Linked DNA regions of Oryctolagus cuniculus: region 2 is linked to region 1. A link is a contact called in public Micro-C data. All regions are on one chromosome and are shown on one strand. Each heading gives the region's core, a stretch centred on a gene start, on an enhancer-like site or on the middle of the called end of the contact. The rest is flanking DNA. Distances are from core to core; before and after follow the strand shown. Region 1 holds the start of ZC3H10 (zinc finger CCCH-type containing 10). Region 2 holds the start of CNPY2 (canopy FGF signaling regulator 2).

Region 1 (3,923 bases), core at 875-3,374:
CCAACCACCTCGATCCGATCAATACACGCTCCATGTGTGTGGTGGAATGTCACACTGCACCATAAGTATGTGTAATTACTGTGTCAATTAAAAATATGTCTTTAATTAGAAAGGAGACTCAGAGGAAAAAGAAAACCTGTTCGTGCAGGAATGGGCTGGGAGGAGACTAGGAGTAGTGCCCAGGACGGGATGCTTAGCTACTGGGCTGTGGGTCATGTTCCCTGTACTCCCTCATCTGTGGGATCTCGGGTGAGGGCTCTGTCTCAGATCTCTACCACCCAACAGACTGGTGTCACCAGCGTGGGGACAGTTCCTAAACCTGTCTTCTTCAGTATTCTCTCCCTGCCCACCACTCCCCCCAACCGTACAGAGGGCAGCCTCTCCTCTCAGGGGAGCAGATCGCAAGCCGGAGCCTCCACTTCTAGACCCCCGGAACAAAAGGACCTGCGCCAAGGGCAAGGTGAGGGGGTTAATTTCACGGGAACAAGTGACCTTCCTTCCCCTATTCTCCAAGCCCCCTTTCTACCCACCCCCACCCCCGCCATGGGAAGATCCCACTGACATCAAACCACACCACGCCTTACCCCACAAAGATCCTCTTTATTTATAGACTCCATAAAAGCTTTTTAAGTCTCCTATTTCCCAAGAGAGCTCTGGAATGTCAGTCCACTGCCCTAGTTCTAGCCCTCCCTTCTCTCCACCCCCAGGAAGACTGGAAGTCCCTGCGACCACGTGTCTAACCTCCTGAACCTCTTCTCGGCAGTGTTCGGGCTCCCCCTGCTGTTCAAACAGGAGAACTCATACTGTTGCCCCGCGAGCATAAGGGACTCCTTCCCGATCCCTCGGGCCTTGACCTGTATCATACCTCACCGGATCCCTTGGCTTTGCCTTCAGATCTCCCAAAAGCAGGTGACCAGACCTGCGGCCAGAGTCACACAAGAAGCTCCAAAGGAAGTGGGCTCCTTTTCTTCCAAAAGGAGGCCGCCCCAGAACAACAGACACATTCAGAGAAGAGATAAAAGATACAAACTGCGTCCCCCAAGGGAAATGATTAGGCGAAGAACCAATGCCACTTCTCCAAGCCCGAGCCGCGCCGCAAGGCCCACCGGAAGCGGCTCCTTCCCTAGGACACGCCTCCCCACCCCTCTCCCCGCACTGGTACCTGAGGTAACTCAGGTGAACTCCGGGGCTCCTGTGGGTCTCCACCTCCACATCACTGCTGGGTTCTGAACAGGAGAGAACACAACAGAAACAGGCTTGGGTGCAAGAAAGGGAACGCGCGCAGGGCTACGGAGTGACGGGGGCAAGAACGCCAAGAGCCCGGGGAGCCTCCGCATTTCCTCGGGTTCACACCGAACTGCTCCAGCAGCAAGAGCGAGGCGGCAGAACGCATTCGGGGAGGCTGCACTGGGGTTCCGGCCCCCAGCGAACAAAGAGGGAGGGGCGCCCCGCCTCGAGACGAAGGAGGATGCGGGGGTAGGACCCGGCCCGGGACTGGAGTTCTGGAGGCGGAACATGGAGTCGTGGGAGGGCAGCAACTGACAGTGCGGCGGGACGGCCGAGCCGACTGGAGGGCGGTGACTCGGACGCTTTCCAGCACCCCAGAGTTGGAGGGAAAAGTCCTAGGAGTTTCCCGGCAGCAAGTCCTCCAGCCCGGCGGGCTCCGTGCAGCGCTGCCAGGACGCGGCGGCGGCGGCGGCCCGGACCAACAGGGCACTGAGAGAGCGCAAAGTGCGGCCGGGGCCGGGGCGGGGGGCAACGAGTGTTCCTAGGTGACATCAAGATGCGGGGATGGGCAGGGCTGTGACGTCACGGAGCTGGCGTTTGCTCGCGAAAGCGGGGTCCGTCAGAAAAGGGGCTCTGCCCTGGGCTTCCGTGAAACACAGCCAGCTCGGTCCTGGGGGGCCGCGTGTGCGTGTGGCCCGGCCGAGCGCGGCCACTAGGCCGACCTCGACTCCTCCCCTCCGGGCGCGGCCTCTACCTCAGCCTCCCGCCTCCCTCACCTGCCGCCGCCGCCGTAGTTGCTGCTGCCGCCTGCCGGTCCTCTAGCTTCGACAAAGAGCCGCCCACCCTACGGCTCTTCCGCTTCCTGCGGAAGAAGTGGCGCTCTAGCCGTCAGACCCGGAACCACACTCTATGGTGTGCGAGGGCCGAGCGACGAGCCGCAGGAAGTTCCCGGCAAGCTCCGCGCGTCACCATGGCAACCGACCACACAGCGTCGCGGCACTCGGGCCGCGCGACGGGGACCTCGGCAGAGGCCGGGGCGCGACGAGCACTCGGCCGTGAACTCGACCCCAGTCCCCGGGCGCGCTTTCCCACAGCTGCGGGGACGTCCACCGCCCCGCCCCGCAGACATCCTCCACGCCGACCCCCACCCAGCGGAGAAACCACGGACACACAAGTTTGGTTCTTCGGCTAGGACAGCAGAGGCTTTTTATTGTACGCGCGTTACACTCGGCCACAACAGAACAGGATTAGTCCAGAATGCCCGGCCCAGGGCGGCCTCCGGGGCCGTTTCGGTGTCAGCGGAGCGGTCTCCCAGGTGTTCGCAGCGATCCGGACGCAGCGGCTCGCAGTCCAACAGCTGCACCGGCGTCCCGGGACGGGCATTCCTCCTCCTGCCCCCGGCCTCACGCGCACACAGCCAGCGTCTACTTGGACCTCTGTCTCATCTTTCTTCTTTTGCGCTTCAGCCTGAAAAGCAAGAAGCGAGACTGCGCCACCTGCACACACACCGCAGACCTCACGTTTCCCTCCCCCCTGAAGTCGAACTCAAAGCGGCACACGCCGCGGCGCAATCAGCCCCCATCACGGCCCTTCACGTCCCCCCTCCTAAAGCCTTTCCGATTCCCAAGCCGAGCTGTTCCCGTCTCGCCCGGGTCGCGCCCCACTTCCCTCCCCCTGGGCTGGCGAAGTCCCGACGTACCTGCGCATTCGCTTCTTCCTCCACTACCGGCCGATCACAGGCAGGGAATGGAAAAAAGGGTTCGTCTTAGTAACAGGTCCAGGCAGAGAAGTGCGCTATTCAGCCGCGGAGAGTCTAGCTCGGGGACTCGGTCGCAGACACTGGGTAATACAGCCTCCGACCGCTCTCCCCCAAACGACTTCGCTGTTCCCTCCCTGCTCCTCCCGCAGACTAGCCATCCTCGCCCGCCAGGTCTCGGGAACCCTTGGGACGGCTTCCTTCTCCGGGTCGGCCCCCACTCGCCAACTCCTACCTCCCGAGCTCAATTCTAGGGGCCGCTCACCTTGGCTCTCATGGCGCGGAGGTCTCTACGGGGAAAGAGAAAAAGACTGCAGTTAGTCCGCTGTGATGATGGCAAGTGCACAGGTCAGATGTCAACGGATTGTTCGTGCGGCCCGAACACAACCAGCGTTGACACTCACCCAAGAAGATGGCGCTAAAGCCGAGAGAGCGAGCGAGTTCCGCCCGCGGCTATTTAACGGGGCGCTGCGTGTCGTCACTTCCGTCGTCCCGCCCTCCCGGGGCGGGGCTGCTTAGGGAGCGTAACAATGGCTTTCGGCCTCAGACGCCAGTGAAGTGGCGGGCCTGAATTTCCTGGGAAGCAGTGTTTTGATTTCGCGTTCCCAACCCACCCTGCTCTCGCCTGACTACAGAGACCTCGTCGTTTCTGCACGAGCACCTGTTTCCAACGGAGCTCCGAGCGGTGCAGATGGGAAACGGGCAGCAACTTCCGCTTTCCCTCGCATCGCTTCTTGGGAGTTGAAGTTTGTTGACGAAGTCCTCCATTTTATTCCGGATAGGTACGGACTGTAGAAATAAACTCCTAATTTCTCTTGCCGCCTTGCCTTATTTAAGTTAAACTACCGCAAGGAGATTCGGTCTTGGAACGTCCGAAGGCCGTAAGACTCTACCGCGTGGAAGGGATAGGAAGAGGGTAATCGGAGAGGCTATCGTACTA
Region 2 (3,923 bases), core at 386-2,885, 210 kb before region 1:
GAAGGTGCCTGAGCCAGAGGGCCAGACAAGTCCCAAGAGTAAGGCCTGGAATGGGAACAGGGAGACTGGCTCGGACAGGTTTTGATTGCATACATGGAGGTTATACCCACCACCACAACGATGTTGATGAGTGATGATAACAAGACCAATCTTACCCTATTTTTTGTAAAGTGATTAGCAATTACAATTGCACTTAATCCTCCTAACAGGCAGGGAAATTGTTTTTATTATTGAAACCCTGCATCAGTCCTATAATCTCCTCTTGCTGAATTCTGAAATGTTTGGGGAAGGTCCACGCCCGTTTTCTCGTCCATTTTCTTCACGAGAGGCGTCCAGGTGTTCTCTGCACTCGCCTAACAGTCGTGCTCTCGGTTTTGTCTCTGACAGACGCAGCGGTCTTCTCCTCAGTGCTGGCACTCTGACCTGCCCTCTCCCTTCAGTGCTCTGTAGCCCCAGAACTGGGAGATGGCTTCCCAAGTGGGTCCACTTCCAGAACGGGACCTGCTCAGTCTCCACAGATGGTGCTATTAATAGAACTGGAACTCAGAAAAATCGATGCAAAGGTTCTAGGAGCCGGATTCCTTCTTCATCCTTTGCAAAACAGCAGGCCAGATACAAAGTCTAGACCCAGACGGAAAGTAATTGGCATTCTTAATAAATACCCGGGGTGATTAGTATCTAGGCGGAGAAGGTTCTGGGACCAACACTCTCAGCTCCTAGCTGGCTGGGGACTGAAGTACTGGACAGTGACAAGAGGATATACTTAGTAGCTCAAGATTTAGCTCAAGTCTTCAATTGCTCAGGGGATGCCTGGAGGGATCATCATGTTGCAGCTTGGGGAATCAAGAAAACCACAGTTGCCAATACCATTGCCAAAAGGGACTTTGTTTCCTGGACAAAGCTTGGCTGCTGGCTCCATTCCTGCTGACAGCTGAGAAGCATCTGTCTTCCATCTTCTTTCCCGTCTCAAGTTTTGTTATTTTTTAAAAATTTATTTTAAGCCGCATGTTTTATAAAATAAAAACGAAAATATTGTCTAATCACCTGTCTCATTATAGAACTGCTTTTGTAGGGGTTCTGTGAAGCTCTATTATTATTTTTTGGTTTCTTATTAACACTCAGAAAACTAAAGTTGTGCTCAAATCCACATCCGGGAATGAAGGTAAAGCTTCGGGGTCCAAAGTTATGGATACGGGAGAAGTGAAATTACTCCCTTCCTGGACAACACTAGGTGTTTGCTGTAGATGCCCAGTACCCTAGGGTCAGACTGCTGTGAAGACACGTGGTATGGTTTGCGTAAGCCGCAAAACTACAAGTCCCAGGGCATCTGCTGACGCCAGCAGCTGCCGAAAGGGTCAGCTGGTGCTGCAGTGCGTTCTGGGAGATGTAGTTTCGAGGCGAGGTCGTCTGGCTGGCTAGCCGCAGCCCGGGGTTCTGAAGGCCCTAGCCCACCTAGAGCGATGCATCGCTCGCGCCTCACTGCTCCCGTGTAACACGCCGGGCTCCGTCCGCGCCTGGCGCCGCTCCTGTTCTGCTACCCGCCGGCGGCCAGTCACGTGGAGCCCTTCGCCACGCAAGTCTGGGTCCTTCTGCAAGCCACCGGGGTCCTCGCCACTTCAGTGCCGCTCCCACGTTGCCTGTTCGCGCGAGAGTTTGCAGGGGCGGGTTTAGGGTCGCTGTGTGGTGGGGGCTCGCCCGGCCACACAACCCGAGCCCCGCTTAGGCGCCCAGTTAGGGTGCAGGGAGCTGGGTCAGGCGGCTGCCTGGGCACCCCGTTTCTAGAAAGCACCGACGCGCTCTGGAGGATCACGGACAGCCCCGCTCCCCCCTCAGCCAGGTGCGAGGCTCGGGAGCCACCGAGGCCAAAGTGAGAGTCCGGCGATTTTGCAGCGCCTGGGCCACGGCGGCGGCCCTGGGAGCAGAGGTGGGACGCGTGCGGCGCTAAGGGCTGGGGACGGGCTGCAGCGAAAGCAATGGGGGAGCCCTCAGAAAGGGGGCTGGTCCACACGTGCAGTCCCTTGGAGGCTGGCGGAGGGCATGCGGGCATCTTCTGTGCAGGATCCTGTCAGGCCCTGGTTGTTGAGCGCTCTGCTCGCCGGCCGCCTGGCCTGACCGCAGGCCCCTCGCACGGTCACCGGCCTCCGTCCCGTAGCTGCCACATAGCCCTGTGAACCCTTGGCCGCTAATGGTAACGTACCAACACTTAGGGACTCACCTGCCCCTGAGCCCCAAGCCCTGCGCTCCGGAGGGGTCAGCCCTCAAGCGCCGGCGCAGAGGAGCTTCTTTGTGTCCCAGCCATTTCCTGGAAAGCAGTCAGAATGGCAGGAGGCTCTGGAAGGCCTTGGGATGGAGAGGTGGAGTGTGGGGGGTGCAGGGGAAGTAGAGTCGGTTCCTTACTCTGTTTTGTTTTTTTTTTTTTTCCCCCACCCAAATTCAGGTGGAGCAACCCCATTACGTTAAAGATGAAAGGCTGGGGTTGGCTGGCCCTGCTTCTTGGGGCCCTGCTGGGAACTGCCTGGGCTCGGAGGAGCCAGGATCTACACTGTGGAGGTAAAGAAAAGCACACAGAACATAAGAAGGGGGAGGGAGTGGACTCTGGGCAGGGCTCGAGACCCAAGGCCTGGGGGGAAATGAATGCGAATCCCTCTTACCCAGCTTGCAGGGCTCTGGTGGATGAACTCGAGTGGGAGATTGCCCAGGTGGACCCCAAGAAGACCATTCAGATGGGATCTTTCCGGATCAATCCAGACGGCAGCCAGTCGGTGGTGGAGGTAACTGTTAGTTCCCCCGGAGAGTTCACTCTGGCTTTGAATGAGAACGCAGCTCATTAAGACGGACTTTGGTTTTACAGAAATGAAGACTAACTCAGAGAGGTCCCTGGAAGATTGGGCTCTGTCTCATGAGGTTATCCCTTGTGTGCCTTCTTTCTGGCTCCAACCCCTAAATACTCTGTTTCTGTACAGAACTTGTCACTGGGAGCCCTGATCAGCCCTCTTCTTTATACATCTTTAATTCGTGTAACTCCTGTTTCCTCCCTAGCACTGGGATACATACAGACTTTCATTCAAAAAGAATAAAAGGTCTTATGCTTGTAATTAGGAAATTGATTTCAGCTGAAAATGTAACACACACAAAGCTGTACATAGTGAGCAATATGTAAACATTAAGGTTATGAAGCTTTTGGGTTTTTTTATGTACCTTTTTTTTAAAAAAAGATTTATTTACTCATTATTTGAAAGGCAGAGTTACAGAGAGACAGAGGCAGAGAAAGACAGAGAGGTGTCTTCCATCCGCTGGTTCACTCCCCAGTTGGTTGCAACAGCCAGAGCTGTGCCAATCCAAAGCCAGGAGCTTCCTCTGGGTCTCCCACGCAGGTGCAGGGGCCCAAGCACTTGAACCATCTTCTACTGTTTGCTCAGGCCACAGCAGAGAGCTGGATCAGAAGTGGACCAGCCAGGATTTGAACCAGCTCCCATATGGGATGCCAGCCCTGCAGGCGGCGGCTTCACATGCTATACCACACTGCTGGCCCCTGTGAAATTTTTTTTTTTTTTTTTGACAGGCAGAGTTAGAGAGGGACAAAGGTTTTCCTTCCGTTGGTTCACCCCCGAAATGGCTGCTACGGCTGGGGCACTGCGCTGATCTGAAGCCAGGAGCCAGGTGCTTCCTCCTGGTCTCCCATGCGGGTGCAGAGCCCAAGCACTTGGGCCGTTCTCCACTGCCTTCCCTGGCCACAGCAGAGAGCTGGACTGGAAGAGGAGCAACCGGGACAGAACCGGCACCCCAACCGGGACTAGAACCCCGGGTGCCGACGCCGCAGGCGGAGGATTAGCCTAGTGAGCCGCAGCACCGGCCGAATTGTTTTAATAGTTGTCATCCTCAAAGCCTGTTTTGCGTCTCTATTGCTGTCCTACTGAAAACAA

What was found. A called contact is a pair of places that touch in the nucleus more often than the background predicts.
Region 2: a Micro-C map of ear pinna shows a contact between it and region 1, with 3 times the contacts expected there. The contact joins the promoter of CNPY2 here to the promoter of ZC3H10 in region 1. A contact is called at or near these places in 2 of 6 Hi-C or Micro-C datasets (ear pinna and an unstated tissue).

Annotation. Positions count from the first base shown.
Region 1 is chr11:58,918,359-58,922,281 of mOryCun1.1, reverse strand. It overlaps ZC3H10 (zinc finger CCCH-type containing 10), which reads right to left and starts at 2,124. Exons shown (of 3, transcript XM_017341929.3): 1 at 2,004-2,124; 2 at 1,163-1,226. It overlaps LOC138844365 (a long non-coding RNA gene), which reads right to left. Exons shown (of 2, transcript XR_011380102.1): 2 at 3,720-3,772.
Region 2 is chr11:59,131,586-59,135,508 of mOryCun1.1, reverse strand. CNPY2 (canopy FGF signaling regulator 2) reads left to right here and starts at 1,635. Exons shown (of 6, transcript XM_070052421.1): 1 at 1,635-1,837; 2 at 2,438-2,550; 3 at 2,656-2,771. The coding sequence starts at 2,463. PAN2 (poly(A) specific ribonuclease subunit PAN2) reads left to right here. Exons shown (of 26, transcript XM_070052391.1): 25 at 1-38; 26 at 388-1,040. The coding sequence ends at 422. It overlaps LOC138844366 (a long non-coding RNA gene), which reads right to left and starts at 2,542. Exons shown (of 2, transcript XR_011380104.1): 1 at 2,216-2,542; 2 at 945-1,637.